Linked DNA regions of Sus scrofa: regions 1 and 3 are each linked to region 2. A link is a contact called in public Hi-C data. All regions are on one chromosome and are shown on one strand. The core of a region is the stretch at or near the end of the contact, and the rest is flanking DNA. Distances in the headings are between cores, read along the strand shown.

The links. Hi-C and Micro-C count contacts between places; a contact is called where the count stands out from the background.
Region 1: a Hi-C map of skeletal muscle shows a contact between it and region 2, with 6 times the contacts expected there. The contact joins two enhancer-like sites. A contact is called at or near these places in 3 of 47 Hi-C or Micro-C datasets (embryonic fibroblasts, psoas muscle and skeletal muscle) and 1 of 2 datasets of contacts at active chromatin or transcription factors (skeletal muscle).
Region 3: a contact with region 2 is called in a Hi-C map of skeletal muscle, with 4 times the contacts expected there. The contact joins two enhancer-like sites. A contact is called at or near these places in 2 of 47 Hi-C or Micro-C datasets (psoas muscle and skeletal muscle) and 1 of 2 datasets of contacts at active chromatin or transcription factors (skeletal muscle).

What each region holds. Positions count from the first base shown.
Region 1 is chr1:115,860,438-115,863,759 of Sscrofa11.1, reverse strand. It overlaps RFX7 (DNA-binding protein RFX7), which reads right to left. Exons shown (of 11, transcript XM_021094836.1): 10 at 1-265. Among named protein-coding and RNA genes, the nearest start is that of NEDD4, 80 kb to the left of the region's middle. Within about 2 kb of position 1,624, at least 5 of the 83 cell types and tissues checked have an H3K27ac peak or open chromatin away from gene starts, as enhancers often do. A contact at or near this core is called in skeletal muscle, where this site is marked.
Region 2 is chr1:115,594,391-115,597,399 of Sscrofa11.1, reverse strand. It overlaps TEX9 (testis expressed 9), which reads left to right. Exons shown (of 12, transcript NM_001244599.1): 3 at 1,920-1,983. Among named protein-coding and RNA genes, the nearest start is that of TEX9, 12 kb to the left of the region's middle. Within about 2 kb of position 1,504, at least 1 of the 83 cell types and tissues checked has an H3K27ac peak or open chromatin away from gene starts, as enhancers often do. A contact at or near this core is called in skeletal muscle, where this site is marked.
Region 3 is chr1:115,991,934-115,995,226 of Sscrofa11.1, reverse strand. All of the region lies in intron 5 of NEDD4 (E3 ubiquitin-protein ligase NEDD4), which reads right to left. Among named protein-coding and RNA genes, the nearest start is that of NEDD4, 52 kb to the right of the region's middle. Within about 2 kb of position 1,591, at least 1 of the 83 cell types and tissues checked has an H3K27ac peak or open chromatin away from gene starts, as enhancers often do. A contact at or near this core is called in skeletal muscle, where this site is marked.

The sequences.
Region 1 (3,322 bases), core at 375-2,874, 270 kb before region 2:
ATACCAATAGGCTGAGGAGAGAGGATTGCAGGATTTCCGTTAGAAAGATTAGTCACTCCATTGGTTGTAGCGCCTTCTGATTTTTTTGCTGAGGATTCTCCCGGCAAGGGGGATTGTAGTTTCTGTTCTTGCTGCTTCTTCTGGATTTTCCGTTGCAACTGCTGTTTAGCATCAATAGGAGATGGCAAAGTCTTTACTTGTGGCTGAAAGGAATTACTTTCAGCTGTAGGTACAAAAGCAGAAGGCTGGGTAATTCCTTTAATTCCTAAAAATAAACAGAAAGGAAAGCTGTAATAGTCTTTTGTATAGAAGGCAGTTACAACTCAGTTTCTTTGACTATGTAGCCATTTACTCGACAAAGCAGCCAAACATGACAAATTTTAACTCAATTTTTTTTATAAAGCATAAATACTACATTTCCAGTATGTAAGCATTTGTCAACATGGTTTTAATTTACACTTTAAAATATGGTTCAACTTAGGTGATAGGTGTAGTTAAATCAGCAGTAAGAGATGAAGATTTTAGAAAGAGCAGTAACCACGCCATAAATGTGAAGAGGCTAAGATAAATGCCAAGAAAGCCTGTTTTACATTTTATCAGTACATGTCAGAACATCTCCCTTTCCCCTTCCCTAATTAAGAAATTCATGCAGGCATTCCCATTGTGGCTCAGCAGGTTAAGAATCGGATATAGCGTCTGTGAGGATGTGGGTTCGATCCCTGGCCTCACTCAGTAGGTTAAGGATCAGGCGTTGCTGCCAGCTGCCGTGTAGGTCTCAGATGCAGCTCTCATTTGACTCCTAGCCCCAGAACTTCCATATGCCACAAGTGTGGCTGTTAAAAAAAAAAAGAAATTCATACATTTTCATGATTGTAATATTCGGCTCACAAGGGACACTCAATAAATATTTGTCAAAACCATCCATATCTTAGAAAAAAACTGTATGGGGAAAACAATCTAACTGTATGAAATTGTTCTGCCAGAACTGTATGAAAATAGGTATTCTAGTTATAATATTCTAGATATGCTAGAATATTATAATATTCTATAATATTCTAGGTATTCTAGGTATGCTAGAATGACCTGAGAGAAATTAAGCATAGTTTCTTAGTAAGACTGAGGTTAATATGTTCTAAAAAAAGGATCACTGAGAAACTTTTTAAGGCAGTAGTAAGATCAACACTGAGAAAAAGAAATAATTAAAATAAGCAAGGGATAAATTTTAACTTAAGAAGAACTGATTATGTAATACAATTACTTTTTCAAAAGCTCATTTCACATTTAGGGTGTGGCATTAAGATCATCACAAAGCCATGGTCAGTAAGAACAGTGGAGAGAGGCCAGGGGAGGACACTGCTGTCCTGCTGGCATACCTTGCCCTACCCTTCCCTAGACATTTCTGCTTTTCATCTTCTGTTAATAGTAACAGTTTGGGGAGTGGGAGAAGGAAAGAAAGTGACTGTAAACTCTCAACCAAACACTCCTCAATAATCCCTCATTTTTAGACCCCCCCCTTATCACCTAAGTACTTTTTTTTTCTCCTCAAATCCAACTTAAATTGTACTGCTCCCGTCTGGCCTGCAGCCTCGGCTCTGGCTGCTCAGCACCTGCACCCATGAGAGCCTCTGCCAACAGTTCAAAGCTCACTATTTCATCCCTGCTGCCAGGGTTTCTGGACAGGAATGAGTTCCAAGCAGCTGACTTACAAAAGGACATCTGTAATACAACCTGTTCTTAATATGGAGAATATATTTATAAAAAACCAAATTCACCTTCAAAGGATGAAGAGAAATCACTATTAAAGGTATTTTAAGAAAAGTGGCAACAGCTGAGAACAAAAATTTAAGAGATTCTAAAATATTGAGTAACGACATAATTGTTAGAGTCAGCCTCCTAAGCTACTTTCAAAAGGGACAAATGCTGGTTTATGTATGCCATTTTTAGTATTTTTGTTTAAAAAACATACCCTTCTTCATACTTATGCCTTAAAACCCCATTTGTTCGACATTTCTCTCAGTCACTCTAGGTGAATAATGTGGGGAATAAGAAGATAGAGATGTTTCTTTTATCCCATGATACCTCCTAGGTCCTCAATTTGTTAAAGTACTCTTCTAGGTGTCACAGAAACAGAGTACAGAAAGAAAGGCCTATATCTTTTAAAACCTCATTTTGCCAGAAGATAAGAAGATAGTCTGCTGAACGATGTGACCTGGGTTTTGGAGACAGACAAACCAGGACTCAAATTCTGGACCCACTACTTACCTGACTATGAACAAGTTACTTAACTACTCTTTCAGTCTGTTTCCCAATCTATAAAATGGGGATAAATATCATCTGTCTTACAGGACTGCTGGAGGGATAAATGAGGTAACATGTGTGAACTATCTAGCTAGATAAGGCTGCCCAAACACTCTCCTGCCCCTGTGTAAGTATAAATGAACAGATCTGAGCCATACAATTTATACCTAGACAAGAAAAATTATGATGATGTATCTATAAAAGGTTATTTTGCTGATGTTTATGGTCTTCAATTGACCATAAGATGAGAAAAGAGTAATCTCCCATTCACATACACCACAAATACCTAAAGCTTCTGATAAATTTAAACAGAGGAAAAAAAATGATTCCTTATTAAAATGATGAAAATAAAAAGTAGATATTTAAGAGTATAATTATAGGGAGTTCCCGTCCCGGCTTAGTGGTTAACGAATCCGACTAGGAACCATAAGGTTGTGGGTTTGGTCCCTGGCCTAGCTCAGTGGGTTAATGACCCAGCATTGCCGTGAGCTGTGGTGTAGGTTGCAGACTTGGCTCAGATCCTGTGTTGCTGTGGCTGTGGTGTAGGCCGGTGGCTATAGCTCTGATTAGACCCCTAGCCTGGGAACCTCCACATGCTGTGGAAGCGGCCCTAGAAAAAAGCAAAAAGACAAAAAAAAAAAAAAAAAAAAAAAAAAAAAAAAGTATAATTATAGTTGCTAGTAATAAATCTAGTTTACTATTAATAATTTTTTCATAGAAATTATAATGTCCTAGAGTAATAACATGATTTATTCACTCTTTTAGCTTTATAAAGTATGGCCAAAATAACACATTTAAAAATTTCATTACAACAGATACTTTACAGAGCTCTTAATTTAGGAAGAAGTCATTATTTCAATGATAATGTCAGTCCTAAAAGTATCAATTCTTAAGTTCCTATCTGGGAGTTCCAGTCATGGCTCAGCAGTTAATGAACTTGACTAGTATCTATGAGGACATGGGTTCGATCCTTGGCCTCATTCAGTGGGTTAAGGATCCATTGTTGCCGTGAGCTGTGGTGTAG
Region 2 (3,009 bases), core at 255-2,754:
GTTTGTTTTTTGAATATGTGTTCACAATGGCTGGTTCTTGCTTAATGGTTTCTTTTTTTTTTTTTTAAAGTGCTTTAAGATTCTTTCTTAGATTGTTTTATGATCTCCAGTTCTTACGATGCAAATTTTGTTTCATCTGCTGATTGTCCCCTGTGAGGACTTGTTTCTTAATGCAATTTATTACTTCATGAAATCATCTTTAGCAGGATTTGCTTTCTGAGAGAATTGCATGTGTTATAGATGAGTAAATGTCCCTAATGGTGGTTTTGCATTTAACTTTGTTAGCTTATCAGAGTTTTCACTGGTTCAAAGCCAACTTTCTATATTAAAGTTTTGGCATGGTGTCCCTGTACCATCTGGGTAAGATGAACTTGGACTACAATCCTGTGTGCTCTAATTACTCACAAGAGAATCTTTTCCACACTTGGCTCTAGTTTCATTTCTGTTCACCTAAGGTTATGGGTAGTGTTTTTGTAGTCTGTGGTTCACAGGTGTAGCCCTTCATGACTCTCTCATGTGCATCAATTTCTAGCTGTTAAGCCGTTTTGGCTCCTGTTCCTGTTTACTGCTCTCATTTTGAGTTGCTGCTTTATTTTTAGTACTGGGGTATTTTCCTTGCCCAAGTTTGAGTTTAGCAGTATTGGCTTTGTTACATTTTATCCAGGATTTTCATAGGTTTGCAGCAGAAGAATAATGGCCTTCCTAGTTATCTTTATTGATCAGAACCTCTAATGGTTTTACTAGGGAAATGTGAAAAATCAGGTAAAGGCATTTTGAATACAACTTTTAAGACGTTATTAGATATTTTTCTTTTGATTAACTCATCCTAAGATTTAAAAATAATTCTTAAAACATCAGACTGTTGTAAGAGATAAGATACTGCTTTTTTTTTCCCCCTTGGGAGTGGGGGTCATCACTGGCTTTTGTGTTACTTCTGAATCACATACCTTAAACAAATAAACAGTAAAATATTTCATGTTAAAAATTGCTTTATTTTCTTCATAAAACTTCTAAAGAGCCTAGAAATGTGACCTGTGAATAGAATTTGAAAGTTACATGTTTTTGAGGATATTTACTGGAATGTTAACCTTTAAAACTGAGATGGGGACTTGAACTAACAAGAGAAACAGTTTAGTAATAATGTTAAATTCAACTCATTAAAATGCTTTATAGCCATTTAAAGCACTGATTATAAAGATTATATATAGAGATAAACATATTTCATCTATATTATTATGGGATGACAGTACAAAATTGCATATGTGCTACAGATGAAAATTAGAAGGGAATATTAAAAATGATTGGATGAGCAATTTTTTTCCTTTAAAAAGTTACCTTCAATGTCATTGCTATTCTTGTAGTCTTAATTGGGCCGTATAGTATTCCAATTCTTTGCTAGATTGCAGATAGATTGGAAAAAAAGGAGTCACAGGTGGAGGTAAAAATAATCACCTCTATTTCTGGTGAAACTGATACCGAAGTATGTAGCTGAAGTGTGAGCCACCTCAGGTCTGCTCACTAAACCCCAGATTTACCTTCCCAGTCACCTGACACCTCAGTTGAAAGCAGGCCTCTGCCCCACTCCTGTTCCCGTGGTCCCCACTGGAGTTGATCTCAAGAAGATGGAGAGTGGAAGTGAGTTGATGCCATCCACTTTATTCTTCCCAAATAAATCATTCCAACAGAACTAAGGGACAGAGAGAGCTAGGAGTTGCACCATTTGAATTTCCACCACAAAGAAGAAAGAATTGGGGATTTGGAGATAAGTTTTCTAATAGTTATGTTAATTTTAAAATTAAAATGTTATGTGTGTGTTTTGGTGTTTGTTGATAAAAGTGTAGTTATTGAAATTTAATTGCTTTTATTTTGTATTACAGTCTTCAGTATGTCCAAATTATTAAATTATTTTTTGCTTTTAGGCGTTTAAATGCAGAATTAGAGGCAAAAACTGCTGATCTGGTTCGACAAGCTGAGGAAGTAATAGTAAGTAACTGTGAAGTTATTAATAATTCCATGTAAGTGCTAGTTTTTAACTTTTTAATTTAATGTACAACATACATACAGAAAAGTGCCCATAAATTTTCAGATCAATGAATTATTATACATTGAACACCTATATATGCATTGGTATGTGTTTATACGCATGTATATGGTTTTGATAAGCACACATTTTCTATAAGGTACTAAAAAAGTGTTTTCCACTTAGATATTCCGATCATCTAATTGATAGGAGCATTAATATTTAATAATCTTTCCCGCTATTTTAAGATTAATAATTTGAGAGTAGCTACATAGAATTAACACTGGTATTTCAGTAAGGATGGAAACAAGTGGACAGAAGTTGAATAAAGGGTAACAGTTACCACTAATACTCAGATGGTAACCTGTTCCTTAAACTATGCAGTTGGATGGAACTCAGATTCTTAGGGCTAGACCATAATCAGACTTATAGTCAGGAAGAAAGTAGTGAGGTTGTATCACTGGGCAATGTAAGCATATTTTGCCCCATTCTGGCTACCAAGTTGGTTATTTCTACTTTAAGCATCCCTCCTTATGCATCAACATTCCCATTATTAATTGATAGTAGTAGTCCTTAGAAGAAGAAAGTAGCTGTTTTCAAACTTTTTTCAGTTTTAATTCTCATTTAATTATAATTCTCTTTCATTTATATCCCATCCCACCCACTTTGGAGTTTATGGGGGCAGGGAAGAATCAGCAATGTTTTATTTTAATACCTTACACAGATCCATCATTATTTGCTGGTTTAGGAATAAGAAACGTATAAAATTTCAGGTAATGTATTTAGATAATGGTTACAGTTTTGCTAGTTGCATTTGTAATTAAATATTTTACTGAAAAATAAATATTTTTTTTACATCTTTTAGTTTTTGTCAGTTTCTAAAGAGCAGGAAAGTATTTGAACAAAGAAATCCAGAATTATAGTAGAAAAAAATTATTATGTATTCTGCTCAGAGTCCTCTAATGGACTTAACTTTTTGCCACAATGAA
Region 3 (3,293 bases), core at 342-2,841, 400 kb before region 2:
TTATGAACTGTCATCTAGAATTGGTTTAGTCAGAAACATTTTTTAAATTTCCTGAAATCTGGCAAGATCTTCCAAATACAGAAATTTAAAAAATCTTTTTAAGTTCAAAACACTTAAAATACTTTGGAAAGGCCAAACTACATAAAGAACAGTTTTGGTTAAGATTCACTTGAGTTAAATTACTGATATAATAATGCAAAATTACCAAAATAACAAATTTATAGGGTAACTAGAAAATTAAGGAAAATGCTTAGCAATTGAAACCAAATTCAAAAATATAAAATTTAGAATTTAATATGTTAAAGAATGAGTTACATTTTAGAAGGCACTCTTAACTGGTAGCTAAAGAAAAATAGGGTGGAAACAAAATTCCTGTGGCTAAGGGTATATACAAACACAAATGCCATTTATTTTTCCTCTGTTTTAAACATTCAGAACAACAGTTTTTATTGATGATCTAATAAATATATGTATTTTAAAGAAACATTTTCTCTGCACTCATTTCTAAGAAGATTTTCACATTTTATGTAAGCTTTTTATTTTTTGACATTTTAAGCAGCTTTCTATATTTTTTTTCCACAATGCTTAAGGAGAGGAAGAATACTAAATGAGCATTTGTAAAAGTAGGAATAAAATCCTGAGTTAGACATTTAAATATTATGCCACTTGAGGGAAAAACATACTGAGGTAAAATGTTATGAAATAATTTATTATTTAAAGCTTGTTTTTATGCTACAGAAATGTTTTATGGCTCATATCACTTTGGAAAGTTCTTTTTAAATGAATATTTTCTACACTGATAAAATAACAGCTAGAGAGAAAAACTACTGGGCATTTTTTCAGATTCACAAATGTAAAGTTCATGACTACAAAGTACTTGCTAGCTAAGGACTAAAAAATACATAAAAGTGCCAAGTTATAATAAACTTAACCAAATATTTCATAAAGTTATTACAGTATAAATTAGTATTTATCAAGACCAAAGGAAACTTACCTTACAAGAATGCTTTAAAGAATTAGATGGATCATTTGTGAAATCTCTGTTGCTGTCTCTTGTTAAATTATCAACTTTACCTTCATTTCCAGATGCAAACTTTATGAGCAATTGAGATGGTCCCCCCTTAGAACAATTGTGCTTAAGGCTGGATAAACAGGAAATATTTGGATAAGTTCCTCCCAATGAAATACTTCTTCGTAAAATAGCATGGTTTTTGTTTATCTGTAAGTTTGGTCTTTCCAACTGTCTGCTGATATTGATTTGACAATCTATATTTTGGGAGGATGGTAAATATGCAGATGTCCTATGCATACGCTTAATATACTCTGAATCAGAGTTAAGCTTAATTTCTGACATCCCTGGTTTACAGTCACCATTTGCTGTTTCACAATTTAATGTAGTTGCTTTCTGTTGGGTGAAATGCACTGAAACACAAGAATATCCTTCAGATGACTTTTCACAGGCGGTCTGATTTGGACTATTATTTGCAATAACAGTTTTCTTTTGTAATGAGCCCTTCCTGTGAAGGGGTCGTATGTCTCTTACTTCTCCAGGAGTAGAGGTTGTTTTAGACAACCGAAGTCCGTTGACAGCTGTTGAAAGAAATCCCTTAGCATTAGTGCCATCTTCATTGTGGGCAACTTCACTAGGAGAAATAACAAACTGGTGTGAGGTCTGATAGGATCCTTTGCTCAGAAAAGTACCTGTACTTGTAGGAGAAGTTGGTGGAGTATTTGAAGGACTCCTAGGAAAAATGACTAAGGATGAACAACGTTTTAGAGGAATTTTTGAGTTCCTGATCATTGGCAATTTCATGATCTCTAGTCCATGATCCAAGTCATCCTGGACAAAGGGAACTGTACTTGTACTTCTTGACAAAATTTCACATGGAGCAGTATTCCTGTTTGGCACACTTCTATTGGAGGTGCTGTCAGAAGACAAATTTCCACCAAAAAAGGTATCATCAGTTGGCGGAAAACCACAACCACTGCTGTCGCTGGTGATACTGTTGGTGTAGGAACCTCCACTGGTGATACTGGTGCATGACCCATAATCGCTACTGTTGCTGCTATAAGACCCATTCTCACTGGCTGAAAAGTTACTAAGGCTACCACTGCAAATGACAGAACTGCTTAAAAAGGTACCATCATCCACAGCACTCAGGTCGTTATCAACCACAGCACTGCCATCCTTCAAGACACAAGTAAATGAAGCATCATCACTGCCAGCTAAGACATGGCTAGACTGAAGACATCCACTGTACCTTGTTGGCTGGAGTGAAATCTGCAGACAGCTGCTCTTTTTATTAACATTTTCAGGTGAAGGAACAGATGATCTTTCCTGAGACTTAACGTTTTCCTTTATTAACGGAGCTAGTGCAGTTTGTCTGGGAGTCAGCTTCATTTGAACCACGTTAGAGGTTGAAATCCGTGTTGGTCTTGTGAAGCACATGTGAATACTGCTATCCAAATCATCTCCAGAGGTTTCTGACAAAGGGTAAGTATTGCTTCTTCTGGCTGCAAAGTGCAATCGTAAGCTTTGTGCCATTTGTTCTCATTTCCAAACATGTTAAGGGCTGAAAGTCATAACAAAGATCTCTGTCGGTAGACAGGCTAGAAGCAGCTGCACTGCATCGAAAGAAAAAATCATTTGTGGTGCCTAAAAGAGCTCGTAAGTAGTGGTCTTTATCCTGAGTAAAACCTTAGAGACCAGATATCGTAGAAAGAAAAAGACGGCCCATTCCCGAGACTGACGACTGACGTTTCCAAAATGTCTTGAATCGCTTGTAGTCAAAATGCCTTCACTTACAAAGCACTTGATTTCCAGCGACCTTTAAGCTGAGCTCAGCTGCAGCACACTGCCTCAAACACTGCCAACCTTGTTTCAATTATACCTTCTCCAATTTGCATGAATGAGTAACACAAGAACAACAATCTTCTAGCATTTCAAGTTGAAACAGTATTTTTCACTCCAGCTCTACTAAATGAACATTTAACTATGTGAATCACGGTGCCTATACTTTCTCCAGCAGTTTGACCACTAATATTTTTACCCATAGGGATAGAATTACAGGAAGTTGGTAGGAATGAAACCCCATGTAATTGAGTATCAAATCAAGGATTGAATTTCCAAATAGTGGTCATACTGGAATCTAGTCAACTTAGTAAATGTAGAAAGGAATATAGACTGTTAATTTTTTTTAAATGAGTAAGTTCAAACAGTTGTATAAACTGGGAAATATCAAAACTGAGGTGAATTAAAAATTTAGCATTAAATCAAATAGATACATATTTTA